3 separate regions of the Sus scrofa genome follow, and all the other regions are linked to region 2. The links are chromatin contacts, called in public HiChIP or PLAC-seq maps. All regions are on one chromosome and are shown on one strand. Each heading gives the region's core, a stretch centred on a gene start, on an enhancer-like site or on the middle of the called end of the contact. The rest is flanking DNA. Distances are from core to core; before and after follow the strand shown. Region 1 overlaps DISP1 (protein dispatched homolog 1). Region 2 overlaps DISP1 (protein dispatched homolog 1). Region 3 has its middle 110 kb from the start of WDR64.

Evidence for each region. HiChIP or PLAC-seq counts read pairs in DNA pulled down with a chosen protein or histone mark.
Region 1: an H3K27ac HiChIP or PLAC-seq map of alveolar macrophages shows a contact between it and region 2. The contact joins two enhancer-like sites. A contact is called at or near these places in 2 of 2 datasets of contacts at active chromatin or transcription factors (alveolar macrophages and skeletal muscle).
Region 3: a contact with region 2 is called in an H3K27ac HiChIP or PLAC-seq map of skeletal muscle. The contact joins two enhancer-like sites. A contact is called at or near these places in 1 of 47 Hi-C or Micro-C datasets (epiblast stem cells) and 2 of 2 datasets of contacts at active chromatin or transcription factors (alveolar macrophages and skeletal muscle).

What each region holds. Positions count from the first base shown.
Region 1 is chr10:11,700,955-11,704,259 of Sscrofa11.1, forward strand. The region is part of intron 7 of DISP1 (protein dispatched homolog 1); the gene reads left to right. Among named protein-coding and RNA genes, the nearest start is that of WDR64, 130 kb to the right of the region's middle. Within about 2 kb of position 2,002, at least 1 of the 83 cell types and tissues checked has an H3K27ac peak or open chromatin away from gene starts, as enhancers often do. A contact at or near this core is called in alveolar macrophages, where this site is marked.
Region 2 is chr10:11,552,409-11,555,675 of Sscrofa11.1, forward strand. The region is part of intron 1 of DISP1 (protein dispatched homolog 1); the gene reads left to right. Among named protein-coding and RNA genes, the nearest start is that of DISP1, 28 kb to the left of the region's middle. Within about 2 kb of position 1,818, at least 22 of the 83 cell types and tissues checked have an H3K27ac peak or open chromatin away from gene starts, as enhancers often do. A contact at or near this core is called in alveolar macrophages and skeletal muscle, where this site is marked.
Region 3 is chr10:11,726,118-11,729,404 of Sscrofa11.1, forward strand. No RefSeq gene overlaps it. Among named protein-coding and RNA genes, the nearest start is that of WDR64, 110 kb to the right of the region's middle. Within about 2 kb of position 1,269, at least 5 of the 83 cell types and tissues checked have an H3K27ac peak or open chromatin away from gene starts, as enhancers often do. A contact at or near this core is called in skeletal muscle, where this site is marked.

The DNA of each region.
Region 1 (3,305 bases), core at 752-3,251, 150 kb after region 2:
CAGGGCTTTATGCTGCGTACTTGACGTCTCTCCTGCGGACCAGGGACCTTGGAATAACACCTTTCCATGGAGGAGAAGTCAAGTTGAGAGAGGTTCAGCCAGTCTGGTTACTTGATAATCACATCTGGGCTGGGGACAGTTCATTAACTTCTCTGGCTCTTAATCACTGTCCTACCCTTACAGCTGATCTTTAGACCTTTGCTCCCTTGAAGACACTAAAGTGATTGAATTCACTTAATTGATTAACAGCCTATGCTTACGAAGTTGTTGATATTTGTCAGGAAGTGTTCTCAACACTTTAGTGAATGCTTTCATTTGATCCTCATGGCAGTGTTAGGAATGAAACACTGTTATTTTGCCTCCTTTACAGGTAAGGAATGTTCACGCAGGTGGTAAGTGGCAGATGCAGGATCTGAACCCAGCCAAATCCAATTCCAGAGTCTGTGCCTCTGTCCACCGTTCTTCATGCTTCCATAATACGTATTACTGCCCCCCCCTCCCATTTTTGTTTTGTCTGGTTTTACTGTATTTGCCATTTCCCACTCAACTCAACCTCAGAGACTCATCATGGCCTAGAATAAGTACCTTTTTTTTTTTTAAGAGCTAGCAGTTTATTCTATGAGTACATGTAAGACTTAATGGACTCAAAGACTGAAAAGCCAGTAAGCAGTACTGTGCCATGTCTTGTTTTATATATAATTTTATATATGTGTATATACACACTTAGCAGATGATAAAAATCAGTAGGTAGCTTACAAAAAGGCATAACAGAAAGGATTAGATAAATGAGTTGAATGAATTTCATGAAGGGAAAATAACAGGGGGAAATAAGAAAGCTCAGGACGAGAGTTAACACGGGAACGCACACCCTAGAAGCTTGTATGTTTGAGTGGTGGCTCCAAACCAGTCGTAGCCTCCCCGACAGCCAGAGCAAAAAGGAGTTTGTACTCAGAGACAAAAGTCATTTGAGTCGGGTAACAAATTTGTTTTTCGAAGAAGCCCATCTTTCTCATTCAGGAAAGGATCATTCCCACGGGCGTCATAAAAGACACATGTTGTTGCGAGGAAACAGCAGGACTGAATCTCAGCTGATCTGTAAACCCTCAGGTAGGCTGGTGGCAGGAAAGCAGGACCACAGACACATTTCTACAGAGGAGACGTCAATGGCATCTAAATGTGTAGTGTCTAAGGGTTTGGCTTGATGAATTGGCAAAATTTAGACCATCAGAAAGAAGCCATGTACTCTGCTGGGTTTTATCCTCTACTGGGCTCGTTAGGATTGGATAGCTGTGAGTTCAAGTCCCATCCCTGGCAAGAATACAGCAATTTTTGGTCCTCCTGTGAAAATCTGAGGGAGAGTCTGAAGGCATGGTCAAGCCAATGACAGATACACACCAATTAATGATTACACAGAATCAAGGCCCCAAAATTCCACCTCAGGGAGCATGGTCGTAATTTTAACTTTTGAAGTTAACTACTATTTTCGCTAATGGCAAATGCTCTTATATTCTAGTCTCGAACTCGGCTACGAGCCCAGAATAATCGATGTTTCTCCTGGAGACAGGATATTCAGGGATGTCCTAAACAACGACTGGTTAACGGTTTGGAGTTCGGATGGTGACTGTGTCTTGTTGGCTCTCCCGGCTCAGGAGCCTTATAGGACCCGCCTGTGTTGTGGCAGTCCGAGGTCCTTCCCTCGCCCGACCCCTCCCAGCTGGCATTCCCAAGCCCTTGGTTACTGACAGTATTGAGTGGGATGGCACACACAGCAAGTGATTCAGAGCCGGAGAGCTCAGGTGTGGTGGTTCGACGCCAGAAAATGCCTGGGAATCAGCGTAGTAGTGCAGAGACGGCTGTTTCAGGGTCACCTGCCGGCGCTTACAGCACCTTGAGTCCCAACTCCAGAGCTACTGAAATTACAGGCCGCTCATGCTCACCATTCAGCGGGCGTCGCTTCCCCAATGCCCAGAGCTTCCGTTTCTGGTTGTCACAGAGGCTGGTTTGCTCAGACCATCTCAAAAGGAGCCTCCGTTGACTGCCCTTTTCCCCTCGGCTTTGACCTTCCTACGGGAGGTGCTGGCAGAGTCATTAGTCACAAGATACGTGTTCCTGTGATCTTGACTCTGCTGGAGCCCGTCACCCTGTCTTAGGCTTTGCACAGTGTGGACGTTGCAGCTCAGAGGAATCAGCTTGTAGACAGAATCTGAAATTTGATGCCTAAGACCCTTTTTTCTAGGATAGTTTTTTTAAATTATTTATTTGGCTGCCCCTGGGGCATGCAGAAGTTCCCAGGCCAAGGATCACACCTGCACCACAGCAGTGCAAACGCCTGATCCTTAACCAGCTGAGCCACCGGGGAACTCCACTAGGCAGCTTTTGGGTACAGCTGGACTATTCCCCCCAAAACTTAGAGGACCCCAGAGATGTGTCTTAGGAGAGCTGTGGAGTCCTTGCTTTTTCTTTCCTCTCTAGGCTCCCTTCACCTTTGACCCCTGAGGAACGAGGTCACAAAGGGAAGCAGAGCCCAGCAGTTGACTGAACCCGGGATTAAGGGCCTGGTTTTCTTCCCTTTCCTCTTTTCTCAGCTCTTAACGTATCTCCAGCCTGGCTGTTAGTTTTAAAGTGAAGGAATCGCTTGAAGCTCTGCCGCTGTTCTTTTCTCTCCTCTCCTGTCCCTCCTACTTTATGCCAACTCCGCCCCTACTACTGTCTGCGTCGGGGATGCGGGAAGGGGTATGGTTGTCACCGTAGAAGCAGAATCAGGCCCTAAAACTCCTCGTCTTTGCGCACCCAGAATGAAAAGGTCTATATTCCTCAGAACAGTTAGGAAGAAATTGCTCTCATGGAGTTCCCGTCGTGACTCAGCAGTAACAAAACCGACTAGTATCCATGAAGATGCAGGTTTGATCCCTGGCCTCGCTCTATGAGTTAAGGATCCCGAGTTGCCATGAGCTGTCGTGTAGGTTGAAGATGTGGCTTGTATCCGGCGTTGCTGTGGCTGTGGTGTAGGCCGGCAGCTGCAGCTCCAATTGAATCCCTAGCCTGGGAACTTCGATATGCTGCACATGAGGCCCTAAAAAGCAAAAAAAAAAAAAAAAAAGAAAATAAAAATTTTAAAAGCTATTTCCCAGAGGTTGTACATTAGCCAGCATCACCTTTCAATGCGAGGACCAGCCCTCCAGAGGCTGATTAGCGTTTATTTTTGAGAGCAGCTATCAAAGTAGTATTTGGCTTGTGTTTGTCATGTCCAGCTTTTTAATCTTCGGTCACATACCCACATTTAGAAAACCTGCAGTTATTTGAAA
Region 2 (3,267 bases), core at 568-3,067:
ACTCAATTAGATTAAAAATTTAAGTTTAAGTTAAAAATAAAATCCAAAAGCATCCCAAAGATATCACAATCAGAACGATCTTGGGAGGTCCCGCTGTGGCTCAGTGGGTTATGAACCTGACTAGCATCCATGAGGATGAGGGTTCAATCCCTGGCCTTGCTCAGTGGCTTAAGGATCTGGCGTTGCTGTGAGCTGTGGTGAAGGTCACAGATGTGGCTCAGATCCCGTGTTGCTGTGGTTGTGTAGGCCGGCAGCTGTAGCTCCATTTTGACTCCTAGCCTGGGAACTTCCATATGCTGCAAATATGGCCCTGAAAAGCTCCCCCCCAAAAAAATCCCAGAACTTTCAAATGCTGGAAGTGAGGCACTGAAAAGCAAAACAAACAAAACAAAAAACCCCCCCCAGTCAATCCTCTCCCCATTCCCGTGAATGGAATGGAGACATCGCCAGTTCTGTGTTGGACAAGCCTACCCGTACCACAGGGAGTGGGGAATCGTTTTCACAAAAACAAGGTAGATGGGTGTTTATTTGTTTTGTCACTGCTGTTTTCTTCATCAGGAAAGTGAGTTTGGAAAGCATGCTGAGTAGCAGAATCTCGGCTTTCACAGCCTGTCACAGACTGGGAGTGGAGTAGATCCCTGTCTGAGAACAGGCCTTCGCTGGAGCGCTAGGGTTCTCGGCTGTCGCAGGGCCGTCGGTGAGCGTCTTTTGTTCAAGGACGCTTCATGGGCTCTGGGTTGACAGTATTTACTATTTGGAGAGCCCGTAGCTACCCTCTTGTACCCTGCTTTTTCTGACCGTAAACTACCTTTGATCTCTGACTCTGTTGGATGATTTAGGGACGTATTTAGACTACTGGGCGGGACTGGTAGCGGGGCAGGAGGGCTGGGCCCAAGGCGACGGGGGTAGGAAAGGCCAGGCCCGCTGCTGTGCCTCGGTCTTCACCACTGTGGGCCTTTGTTGACCACGTTTCTCACCTGACCACTGCTTTGCCGTGACTGTGAGAAACTACGATGTGATGTGTGAATTATGAGGCATTCATTTCATTTCAGATGTTGTGAATCGGGCTCTAAATTCACTTGACAGAAACCAGAGCTCGCCCCAGAGACTGTTCAGGAAGTAGAATTGGAGCCTGAGGCCCTGGGCCCGATTCTTGGCTTTTCCTCTTCCTGTTTGTGTCACTCTGTGCAAAACACGTTGTTTGTCTTACTCTGTTTCTCTTTACTAAAGGGAGGGCTAGTTACTTCTGCTGCAGGTTGTTGGCAGTGAGGTTTAAATGAGACGCCAAGAGAGGATTTTAGAAAGTTCGGAAGAGCTGTGTGAATGGGACGTGTCATCGGTCGATGGGAGCCTTGGGAGGCAGGCAGTGTGTCTGTCACAAGTACCTGCAGAGTTAAGGCTCGAGTCCTGAGGTGGTGACAGCTCTGACGGCAGGGCCTTGTTCATTGTACCATGTTGTGCCAGCCTTTCTACAGAACCGTGTTTATTTCATGTTCTCTGTTTCTGAGTTGAAGCACTTTGTACCATTTATTTTCAATTTCCCCACTTCCTCCGAAGTTTGCTTGTTCCTTCTCCAGCCAGAAGGAAAAGGTGTGGCAGAGCCTAGTGCCTGGTCTGTGGCTGCAGAGAGAAGCCCCCCCTTTGCAGGCTGGTCCCTAAAGTGAGGCGGGGAGGCCGCAGGGGGCGGGGGCTTCCCTCCCCGTTGGCTGCCTGCCTGCGATGAAGGGGGCAGCTGGCAGCTGGGCATCCTGAGGACACACATGCTGAGGAGAAGAAGGTTTGGGTAGAAGCGAGGCAGAGGTAGGCTTAGCAGTTGAATGGAGAATTCAGAAAAGGAGTTTGGTCTGGGTCCGGCCGTGGACCACCCGGCCTCTCTAGAGATAGTCTGTCCCGGCCACGTGGCGAGGCCCGAGCCGACTTGCCCTCCAGGGGGCGTACTTTCCAAATGCTGCCCTTCCTATGGTTCTTAGGGCTGTAAATAGTGTTCTCATGCTGATAGGTGGTAGTTAGGACGCATTTTTAAAGACATGCTCCTGTGATTATTTTTTGTAAGTTAAATATATCCTTCAAATTAGTTCTCCTGAAAGCAAACTATTGACTCATATCCTAGCTCTGTTACATGTGGCTGTATGTAATTGGGCAAGTTAGTCAATTTCTTTTGACTTTTCTTTTCTTTTTTTGCTTTTTACGGGCACACCTGCGGCATATGGAGGTTCCCAGGCTAGGGGTCGAATCGGAGCTGTAGCCGCCGGCCTACACCACAGCCACAGTCACACGGGATCCGAGCCACGTCAGTGACCTACACTACAGCTCATTCAACACTGGATCCTTAACCCACTGAGTGAGGCCAGGGATCAAACCCATGTCCTCATGGATCCTAGTCGAGTTCGTTACTGCTGAGCCACGGTGAGGACTCCTGATTCACGTTGAGGATGACGGCAGGGTAGGGCCTGCCCTAATCTAGTTTCCTTCTCTTGATTCAGATAGCCCGAGGCTCCTCTGGGGACCATGAGCCTAGATGCGGAGGTCTGAATCTGTTGGAAGCGTACTTTTCAGAGGTGCTGGGTGCACCCTCTTCTTACTGGCCCCTCTCAGAATCTGTACCCCTTAGCAGGCCAGTGCCAAGAATGCCCTCATGCCTTCTTCCCTTCCCTGCCAAGTGCAAGTTACACTCGCTAAGTCTTAAGTTTGCCTCAGTACTTCTGGGTATAATCAGTAGGTTTCCTGGCACACTTGTTTTTTTTTCCTTCATTATTTAGGGAATACTTTATTAGTTTCTGTAATCAAACCCATGTAGATAAGACCTTCCATATTTAATACACTGCGTTACCCCTGTACAAATGGAAAAAAAGAAATTGTGTTTAACATTTCTAGACCAGTGTGGCTGTTAGTTTCTGTATGATGCCAGCCCAGCACGGTACAGCTGAGATACTTTTCCCAGTTTCCTGGCACACTTGTGCATGTTCTAATATGTAGTAATATTTTCTCAAGGAAATCCCTTCTCTGGAATTTTGGAATGCCTTCGCATGCCTCTCCTTTTTAACCTCCTATAAAAATTTTCTGATGAGGAAGTATTTCATTAGAAAACATAAAGGCTGGTAGAGGCTTTACTTGTGTTCCTTCTTGTAGCCTGTTTTCTGGTTTAAATAAGCTAAAGGTTTTTGTTAAAAACATCCACAGCTTGTTATAATTGACATGTTCTCCTTTTGTCCCCCCCTGGTATGGCTCAGACATGTTTTATTGTTTCTATTTTTTATTTTTATTTGT
Region 3 (3,287 bases), core at 19-2,518, 170 kb after region 2:
CTGAGGCCTCGAGGGGGAGAACACTGGGAAATGGGGGGCGGGGAGCAGCAGGGGACCAGAGAGTGTGGCCAGGAGGGCCTTTCCTGGGGAGGTGACTGGGCTGAGACTGGAACCAGGACAAGCAGCCAGGCATGGAAAGGGGCCCAAAAGAGCAGGGCAGGACCTGGGACACACCTGTCAGGCTCAGGGATCAGAAAGGGTCCAGTGCGTTGCTGGAGAGTCATAAGCAAGGGCCGGGCAGGAGGGGACAGGGCTGGAGGGAGGCAGAAGGGCGGCAGGTGGGAGCTGTGAACACCCAGGGTCTGGGGAAGCTCTTAGAGGGCTTTGACGGTGAGAGGGACCTGCTCTGACTTACCTTGACTTTCCTGTTTGAAGGTTTGCTTTGGCCGTTGGGAGAGATGTGATCGCAGGGCAGAGAGAGAGGACAGGTGACGTGGACTAAGGTAGTGACAGTGACATGGGGAGAAGGACACACACCCGGGAAGTCCTTTGGACCTAGAGCTGATGAGATTGCAAATGAATTGGATGTGGGAGGTGAGACCCAAAGACGGCAAGGATGACGTCTGGGGCTTTGACCTTGAGCAAACCCCAACGCTGCTAAAACCTGGACAGGGACCTCACCAAATGGAAATAACAGGAGACTTAATTTCCTTAGCAGTTTTCCTAAGAGGGCATTTTGTTTTGTTTTGCTTTGTTTTGTCCTTTTTAAGGGCCGCACCTGCAGCACATGGAGGTTCCCAGGCTAGGGGTCAAATCAGAGCTTCAGCTGCTGGCCTACAGTACAGCCACAGCAATACAGGATCTGAGCTGCGTCAGCAACCTACACCACAGCTCACAGCATAACCCACGGGGTGAGGCCAGGGATCAAACCCGCAACCTCGTGGTTCCTAGTCGGCTTTGTTTCCACTGCGCCACGACAGGAATTCCTAAGAGGTCGTTCTTAATGAAGCAGGGGAGGGGCACGGGGACCTGCAGCCTCTGTCCCCTAACACTCTGTCTTCTCCTGGAGGAAGGAATGCAGGACCCTTGGGGAAGCCTGGGTAGGAGCAGGCAGGCAGAGGACGCATCGGTCGGCTTGCTGCCACGTGCCCAGAGGCTGTGCTTTATTACGGCTGGTTTTGACACACTCTTCACTGGCATCTGACCAGGCTTGAGAAGGTCAGGGGGTTAATTTTGTCCTGAAGGCACACATTAAGCCTGGCAGCTCCGCGGGAATTTAGAGTATGCTGAGAGCTCTCTGATGTCCAGCTTCGAGTGGAAGGGTGCTTAAGGCTACGCAGGAAGCAAGACTTGCCCTGGTCACATGAGGTAACCGGCAGGGCAGGGCCCGCTCTCAGCTGTTCTTAAAGCCCCAAGTGAGGTGTTCGTCCGGGTGGAGCTGCAACAAACCATGGCACCTGTGCCCGGTTGGCTCCCTCAAGATTTGGGGCTTGGCCTGGGCTCAGCTTCGTCTTCCCCTGAGGGGGAGAAAACAGGTCCTGCCTCCTGTTCTCACTGTCTTGTGAGATCTATTGATAAGCAGGCTTGGGTGGGGCAGGGCCAGGGTGGGGGTACAGGTAGCAGGTGCTCCCCTGAGATGCAGTATAATTGTTCCTTTGGTACCCATTCTACATGTCGTTACTGGCTTTGAATGTAGGACTGAAGCAACCACACAACCTAGTCGTGAAATGGGTCTCTCTTCTCTTTTGATGTTTCTTCGCTCATCCTGCCATCTTTAAACAAATAAAATGAACAAAAACTCCTAGGTTGAAACAATATATGTTCTCGTGTTAGAAAGCCAATTCGGTCAAATGTCCCACAGCTATTCAGTGTCATTACCCAGAGTTAACGATCAATAACAAGCATCCTTCCAGAAACTGTTCATGCAGAAACAACTACGCATAAGGGTAACGTACAGTATATATACACATATGTCACATTTATATAATATTATAGGTACCATTGGAATATAATACAATGCCACCCATTACATTTATAAAAACATTTTAACATGTAGATGTCAGTAAATTAAAAGGCTCTTCTGCATCCTTTTTTTATGTGCTTTTCAGGGCGTTCCACATTGGCATACACCGATCCATCTTACTTTTCCAGTGACTGACCAGTGTGGCATCCAACGGCTATACCATGATTTATGCAACCAGTCTCCTGCAGGGGTTAGTTAGCTTATTTCCAGTTCTCTCATGCTGGAGGAATCAAATCAGTGAATACACATGGTTAAAGCATACATTTTTCAAGTTGAGAATTAATATAAAGAAAGACTCCACTCATTAAGAAATGAGGAAAAGAGGAGTTGTGGCCCAGTAATCTCTAAGAACTAGACCCAAATGGCAAATGTTGGGAGGTGCTCATGGGTGCCTGATAGAAACAAATACCTCCCTCTGAAAGATGAGGCTTTCACCCCAGGCCAACAGTCCCCTGGGGAAAAGCCTAAATATGTGAACTCAAAACACTTACCCTACAGCCATAAGCCACCAAGGACAAGAATCATCAGCAACAACACTCAGAAGAATTAAATCTCCAAGAAAACCAGATATTAGAATGATCAGATATAGACTCTAAAATAGAAATGCATTAACTTATTACAGGAATGGGAGTTCCCTGGTGGCCTCACAGATAAGCACTGTTATTGCTGTGGCTCGGGTCCATCCCTGGCTTGGGAAATTCCACATAGCACAGGTGTGGCCAAAAAATAAAAAAATTTTTTAAAAAAGGATATTGAGCAAGAAGCTAATTTTAAAACACTATTGTAGGGATTAAAAGTAGAATTGAAAATATGAGAAATGAACAAAGTTAATATATTGAAAGAAATACCAGGTCAAATGTGAAAGAAAATAATTCTAGAAGTAAAAATGAAATAGCCAAGGGAATTTAAAGACAGAACTGAAAAGAAATTATTTATAAATAGAAGAAAAAGTTACCTGGAAGCTAGTTCTGAAGAAATTACTCAGAATTTGGTGCCAAGAAGAAAGAAGATGGAAAAATATGAAAAAGAAATTAATGACATGATGACACAGAGGAGGTTATGAGATCATCTAACATATGTATACTTGGAAAGTTCCAGAAAGAGATGAGGGACATTGGGAGAGAGATTTTTTTTTTTTCCTGAGAATGTTCCCAAAATGATGAAAGACACGAATCCTTGGATTTAAGAAATAATGGATCATAAGCAAGAAAAATAAAAATTCAGCTGGGAGTTCCCACTTTGGTGCAACAGGATCGGCGGCATCTCTGGAGTGCTGGGAGGGTTGGACTCCTGGCCGGGCACAGTGGGGTAAAGGATTCTGCGT